Regions from separate parts of the Arabidopsis thaliana genome. Here region 2 is linked to region 1. The links are chromatin contacts, called in public capture Hi-C maps. All regions are on one chromosome and are shown on one strand. The core of a region is the stretch at or near the end of the contact, and the rest is flanking DNA. Distances in the headings are between cores, read along the strand shown.

What was found. Capture Hi-C pulls out chosen DNA fragments and counts their contacts.
Region 2: a capture Hi-C map of seedling shows a contact between it and region 1, with 1.7 times the contacts expected there. A contact is called at or near these places in 2 of 3 other capture datasets (root and seedling).

Annotation. Positions count from the first base shown.
Region 1 is chr4:12,010,039-12,013,693 of TAIR10.1, forward strand. It overlaps FZR2 (FIZZY-related 2), which reads left to right and starts at 2,370. Exons shown (of 8, transcript NM_118420.5): 1 at 2,370-3,202. The coding sequence starts at 2,705. AT4G22900 (transmembrane protein, putative (DUF1191)) reads left to right here and starts at 42. Exons shown (of 1, transcript NM_118419.3): 1 at 42-1,590. The coding sequence starts at 183. The coding sequence ends at 1,214.
Region 2 is chr4:12,141,773-12,145,809 of TAIR10.1, forward strand. CRK11 (cysteine-rich RLK (RECEPTOR-like protein kinase) 11) reads right to left here and starts at 2,061. Exons shown (of 7, transcript NM_118448.4): 1 at 1,095-2,061; 2 at 881-1,012; 3 at 652-773; 4 at 353-563; 5 at 36-273. The coding sequence starts at 1,938. It overlaps CRK12 (cysteine-rich RLK (RECEPTOR-like protein kinase) 12), which reads right to left. Exons shown (of 7, transcript NM_001341584.1): 6 at 4,013-4,037; 7 at 3,263-3,928. The coding sequence ends at 3,608. It also overlaps AT4G23205.

The sequences.
Region 1 (3,655 bases), core at 1,120-3,619:
AACAATTAGATCATGTCTTCTATAAAGGTAAAAGAGAAATCTGACAAATGAAGTGTAAGTGTTTATAATGTTTGTGTCCCAAAACACACATCCCCCACAAAAGTAAAAACACCATCAAAACTTTCTTTCTTTCCTCTTATCTTCACTTCCTCTTGTAAACCCTAGATTCTCTTGTTCCTCTTATGGATTCATTCTCTTTTTGTATCATCATCATGATACTTCTCTTATCATTCCACCAATCTAAGTCTCAATTGATTCAATCTACACATCTTCTTGATCTCATGATCAGAGATTACACCATTAGAAACTTTAAGCTCAATTTCAACACAGGCGTCACTCAGAAAATCTATCTCCCTTCTAATTTCTCTGGTATCGATATTGACACGGTCAAGTTAAGGTGTGGGAGTTTGAGAAGATATGGCGCAAAAATTGGAGAGTTTCACATCGGTTCAGGCCTTACGGTGGAGCCATGTCCGGAGAGAGTCATGCTAATTAGACAAAACTTTGGTTCGAATTGGTCTTCAATCTACTCTACTGGTTATAACTTATCCGGTTACAATTACAAGCTCGTGTCACCGGTTCTTGGTTTGTTGGCTTATAATGCTAACCCTGACGGTGTGGCCAGGAACCCTTACGAGGTTAATGTTGTAGGTACCGATCAAAACCCAATCTTAATCGATTTCTTGATCAACAAGGCAACTAATAACACTAGCCCTAACCCTACGAAGAAGAACTCGTCAGTCTTGTGTGCGTGTTTTACAAGCAACAGTAACACAACGTTTAGCGAGCAAGTCTCGCCGTATGTGTGTAAAGGTACAAGACAAGGGCATTACGCTCTCGTGATGAAGACAGAAGCTCAAAAAGATGATCATGAAGGTGGTGGTAGTAGTGGTGGAGTGGTGGCATCATCGACGGAGGTGAATGGTGGCAACGGAGGAGGAAAGTTGAGCCGTTGGAAAGTGGCGGTGGGGAGTGTGATAGGGTCAGGGATTGGAGCAATTCTGCTGGGAATGTTAGTGGTGGCGATGTTGGTGAAGGGGAAGAAGAAAGCAATGAGAGAAGAAATGGAGAGAAGAGCTTATGAAGAAGAAGCTCTTCAGGTGTCAATGGTGGGTCATGTTAGAGCTCCTACTGCTCCTGGAACTAGAACTCTTCCTAGAATTTCCGATGATAGGTATAATAAAAACACTCATTTGAATAGTAATTATCCATAATTATCATTTGTTTTCTGATTTTTCTTCTTTTTGTGTTAATTGAGTATCTTAAGATAAATAGTTTTGTAGAAATAGTTTCAATGGCTTCAAAATGAAATTTCATCCATTTTTTTTTAGTTTTTGGTTAAACGGCTATAATCGTTAGTTTTCTTTTTACTAAAAGTAAAGACTTTTACAGAATGGAGAATTTTCTCTTTTTTATTTTCTATAAAATGGTCAGTGAAATTATGCAAAAAAATTTAAAAAAATCAGAGAGTCCCCCCAACTTTCATACTGTAAGCTTTATTTTTTTCTTTTCATTTTGATTTATTAATCTCTTTTTCCAACTTTTTAATTAAATGTATATTTCTGATTTAGTGAAGAAAATATACTTTTATCAGTATTGTGACTAGTTAACAGAATTTTCCACCTACACATCAACAAGCATCTTCTCCAGTAAGCTATTGTTAATGCGAAGTACGGAAATATAAACAAATCACCACCTTCATTGCAACTTGCAATCAATTTTTACTCATTTTAGTAAGGTTTTGTTTTTCTTTTTCTTTCAGTTTTTTGTGATTTAGTTTAAGAAAAAATAAAATAAAATATAGATATAATTTGATCAATTTCTTATAGTTGACAGAAAAAAAATCTTATAACTATTGTCTTTTGTTATATTTGATTGGATTATTTTTTGAATATTTTTTTGGTAAATTTTCTTTTATATCTTTGATATTTAAGTTTTGGTTTATACTTTGTATCTCAATTCTGTAAGATATGAAACTAAGATTTTTTTTTTTCTAAGATTTTAGACTTTAGCTTATTAAGAAAATTAAAATTAATTTCTTATAACTGTATAAGTGTATTTTTCTAAAATTTCATTGAACCATTTTTGACTAGTATATATCTTTTTGGAAAAATTTCTAGAACATCTTTATTATTTAAGTTTTTAGGTCTGTACTTTTGTGTCTCACAATTCTCTTAGATATGAAATTAAAAAACCAATTAAATACAAATCAGATCTAATTTTTAATATATAAAATCAGCATGTTTTGGCTTGATTTGTCCATAGATCTATAACATTTATCAACTATTTTTATATATTGTCAACGCCTGCCATCTAAGATTCTTCTACAAGATCACTAGAGTGTTTTAACTGCTTTTAGTAAAAAATGCCAAAAACAGACATTAATCCATAACTATTTAGGCCCATCTTCAAGCCCATTAAACCTTTTCCTCTTAATCCAACGATTAAGATTGAATCAGAAGCTTAAACCTCACGGTCCTCACCTGAATCACACCGCTTAACTTCACATGTCGTTTTCTGTTTTTCCTTAGATTTCCCGGGAAAAAGGAAATAATTAAAAAAAATTGGCAAAAAGGTAAAAAAGTTAAGTTAAAAAAACCAAACTACAATAAAAAGGACAAAGAGATGTTTCAACAACACTTCAACAAAAAAGCCTTTTGTTCAATCTGAAGAAAAAAAAAGAGTCAACAAAAAAAAAAAACCAATGGAAGAAGAAGATCCTACAGCAAGCAATGTGATAACGAATTCGAATTCTTCATCTATGAGAAACCTATCGCCGGCGATGAATACTCCGGTGGTTTCACTTGAGTCACGAATCAATCGATTAATCAATGCTAATCAATCTCAATCACCATCACCATCATCACTATCAAGGTCTATATACTCTGATAGATTTATCCCCAGTAGATCCGGATCCAATTTCGCTCTTTTCGATCTATCTCCTTCTCCTAGTAAAGATGGTAAGGAAGATGGAGCTGGCTCTTACGCTACTCTGTTGCGTGCGGCGATGTTTGGTCCTGAGACGCCGGAGAAGAGAGATATTACTGGGTTTTCTTCTTCCAGGAATATTTTTAGGTTTAAGACGGAGACTCATCGGTCTTTGAATTCGTTTTCTCCTTTTGGTGTTGATGATGATTCTCCTGGTGTTTCTCATAGTGGTCCTGTTAAAGCTCCCAGGAAAGTGCCGCGATCGCCGTATAAGGTGACGATTTTTGATTCTGGGGTTGATACATTGTTTAGATTTTGGTGTTTTGATCATTGAATCTGGATCATGTCTTGTGTTTTTTAAGTGGGTTGTGTGCATTGTGTGGAATTGATTGTTTTTTTCTTCGATGGGTTTTTGTGTAATGTCTGTAGATTTGGGGGTTGGGGAGCTTAGATTCTTGATCTCGTTGACTTTAGATCTTTGGTTTCGATAATGCATGAAACAATTTGTGATCTTTGTGATGTTTTGGTCTCTGAGGGTCTAGAATTTGAGTCTGAGGTTATGTGATCTTAGATGAAACTATTATTGAAGAATGCTTGTTGTTTTACTGTTCTTAGTGTTGTTGTATATTTAGAAAAGGTTAAATCTTGTTACTGGGTTTGGGTAATTTGTTTGTGGGCAATGTTGCTACATCTGATAACAGAGGTTTTGAGTAGTCTTTACTAGTGT
Region 2 (4,037 bases), core at 811-3,310, 130 kb after region 1:
TGGTTTAGTGTTCAGCTACTACGAGCAGAACTTACTAGGTTCCAGCAATTCTGTTCGTGTTTCCTTGAGTTTGCTCCACTCCAAAAATAGTTGCCAATCCAAAATCTGCAATTTTTGGGTTCATGTCTGCATCTAAGAGAATGTTGCTGGCTTTGAGGTCACGATGTATGATTTTGAGCCGTGAATCTTGATGAAGATATAGAATCCCTCGAGCAATTCCTCCAATGATCTTGTATCGCCGGGTCCAGTCTAGCTGACTTTGCTTTTCCGGGTCTGCACATATCGACAATCAATCAGTATAAAGCTGAAGCAGGATCCTTTGAATAAGAAAAATTATTGACAGGAACCATACCGAAAAGAAAGTAGTCAAGGCTTTTGTTGTGGACAAATTCATAGATCAGAATCTGTTCCTCTCTTTCCAAACAGAATCCAAGAAGTCTAACCAGATTCCTATGTTGAAGTTTTGTCACAAGAACAGCCTCGTTCCTGAACTCCCTTGTGCCTTGTCCTGACTTTTTCGACAGTCGCTTCACAGCTACATCAGTTCCGTTAGAAAGCTTACCCTACGTACAATGAATGAAACAAACATTGTTGGTTATTTCCATAAACCAATATGAACTTAGAAAAAATGGAAAACAGAGACCTTGTTACCTTGTAAACCGCACCGAATCCACCTTCACCAAGCTTATTACTTGTTGAAAACTTGTTAGTTGCGGCTTCAATTGTCTTAAAATCGTATACCAATGAATCTGTAGTTGAAATATCACTTTCAGCTGCAAAGAATGGGTGTATTAGTTTCGTGTTTCCCGTCTTGGCTACGGGAGTATACATGCTGATAACGAAAGGAAACAATAAAGAGGTAAAACACAAAGAAACTAACATTCAGTCTTAGTTCTTTGGTAGGATTTTCTTCTCCGGAAAAGAACAAATCCTAAAACCAGCAGTATCAAGATGGCAATAACAGTGGGAACGGTGATCGCCACAACAACTCCAGCTGAGATTCCTTTGCTATCTTCTCACAACACATAGAAAAACAATGTCATATATTTAAGTTTTTTTGTTACAATGATAGTTTTCTCAGGTGGAAGACTAACCATTGTTGGTCGGGTTGTCCTGATCACCTGCAGGTTGTGGCACAGTCACAGGAGGTTCTGGAGGAGGAGAAGCCACCGTAAGATTATCAAAAGCGTTAGAATATGTATACAAATCCCACCGCAAAAAGCAGCTTGGCCGCATAACAACACCTCCTCGCTTCTGGCTACAGCACGACTGATAGTCAATTGCGCTTTGTCGCAGACAGTTTTCACAATCACCGGAGGAAAGATCCGGCGTGCATTGCATCAATGCATATATATTCAGGAGAGGTGTCAAGACTGCTGAATCAGCTGAGTAATGGTTATCACTTGAAGAAGGTGTGCTTTTTGCTGTGGAAGCTGCAGAAATCATACGACCCATTAATCCTTCCCATATTTTCGTAAACTCTGTTAGATTTGAGTCTAGGTCTCCAGTGTTGGTGAGCCAATTTCGCGGGTTCAGATCAGCAGATCCTGAGAAAGAAGTGTTGGAGTAGCGCACATAGCAAAGCGTTGGCTCACCTGGCCATGAATACGCCTCTGTTTGGTTAGGACAATTCTTTAAAAAAAATTCAGACTCTTTCTTGATACAATCAGAACAGTCTTCTGAAGTTGATCCTGGGATGCACATCCCTATTGCGTAGACACGGTTCGGTTGTTGTCCTATGGAACCGTTGTAGTATAAGCCGTCTTGGTCCGTGACATTTGAAGGAAGAGAAGAGAGGATGAGACGGCGATTTACGTCGTAAGTACCGTTGGGTCTGAAAGTCCCCTTGTCCGTCGTGCATGTTTGTGCTGAAACTGAAGCAACACCAAAACTTATGAAGAAAAAACAGAGGACTGAAAACAAACTCCTCTGCTTCATTGTTTCTTGAAGATTAAAGCAAAAGCTAGATCTTTGTGTTTAGTGTTTGACGCATCTGTACGTTTCTTACCAGTTTAAACAAGCAAAATCGAAGCTTCTCTCCAAAATTTTCAAATATTGAATTCGTCAAATTGATGACAGTGGTCCTGAAACCTACAAATATGGTCACGAAAACGAGTGTCAAAAGTCAAAGTCAATGTCAAAAGCTAAAAGTCAATAATATTTTCTTTGTTCACATTATATAATAAGGGGGTTGTTGAATATTGATTGGAATGTTGACTCAGATAATGACATAAAGGATAAAGTATTCATAGAATCAAACCCAGTGACGCAGAGGCAGATGGAGAGGAACAAGAAAAGTATTGGGCTAAAGTGTCAGTGTCATTAATTTCACAAATAAACCGGCTTTTGTCATAGGCTGCTCAGCACATTCCCAGACTATACATATACATTTGGCAATCAAAGCATTGTAAAAGCCTAAAAGAAAAAAACAGAAGATTAGCATACCTTTTTTCGTTGTGTTCTGTTCGTCTCAATTTATAGCCTAATCAGTGTCTCTTGGGTTGAGTCATGTAAGAATGCGTACATATGAATCACGCCGAAACCAGAAGAACATGTCGTAATTGGCTGAAACAGAGTAGCAACGAACCACTAGTGTGAGTAACAACAGCAACAATTGAGTCCAAATAGAATGCAAAATATTTCATAACAAAGGGCTGATATTACAGTGTAGACATTGATAGAGTTTGTTTATAACTTCGAGCCAGTCTACAAACAGATAAAACACCTAAACATGGCTTCTGACTGTTTCAATTATCTTCAACGAGGTTCCAGATCTGTAATGGTTACATCATTGATAGTTTGGGAAGTGGGCCTGTTTGCAGACTGGCTCGACCTCCAAAGCTGGCTGTACATAATTTAATCATCAAATCATGAACACACATATTTACCAAAGCTTATAAATAAGGACACAACAGATTAGTGATAGAGGTCTATCAAATTGATGCAGTATTATCCCATGTTTGCTCTCTTACCCCAAATAAGCATCGGAGACGGATTACATTTCCCACCGGAAAACGCAGTTGGCCCGGAGCCCTTAGCTAAATCGTGATTATGCCATTAAACACATCAAAATCTAACAAAAGAGCACAAACAAATCCGATAATCAATATCATTAAACGCCATTAGAACCAGAATGCTAAACCCTAAATCCGAGCTCAGAAGAATGCGCAAAGGCTGATTCCGACGAAGAGAGTGAAGAAGAAAAGTCGGTAATAGCGTTTGGTTTCCGGTTCATATGGTATAGGTTTAGTAAATAAACCGGTTTGGGTAAATATTCGTAGAAATTCGTCTACCGGTAAAGCCAAACCGAATCCGTCTAATTTACAGAGCTTTTTTACATGCATAACAACATTTGCGTTACTACTATACATGAATTGGTATGTTTATAAAATTTTGAAGCCATTCGTATCAGAAATCTTCAATACAACAAACCAATGTTACAATGTAGAAATGATAAAGAGTTTGTATGAAAAATAACTTTGAGTGACTCACAAATCTTACATAACTATGGATCATCACATTTCATTTTCAAGTGAAATAATACCTCACATGTGGAATCTGCGTTGTTTTCAGTAACAATTCCAATTTGTCAATTGGAACAGCAACTTCAACGAGGATCTAGATTTGTAATGGTTACATCATTTTTAGTCTGAGAAGTACATCCCATTGTAAATTGGCTCGACAAAAAGCTATCACGTTCTTTGTTTTGCGGAACAAAGAATCCAGGTGGTTGAGGAACAGATAAAATGAGGGAACTGTTAGTGAGCATCATCATGATTGTTGACAAGTTGGGACGATCTTTAGGATCTTCTTGAACACATAGGAGTGCGATGTGGATGCATCTTATAACTTCTTCTGTTTGACAATTCTCTGATATGGTTAGATCCACGAGCTCTAATGGTGATCCGTTTGTCCACAACCTCCAAACCTGTACAACAATGTAATCATTAATCAATAACTAACAAACAAAGTTAGATTGGATCATGCACTAAGTTTCTTCTTTGGTACTCACATAGGTGACCAAATTTTCAGCTTTA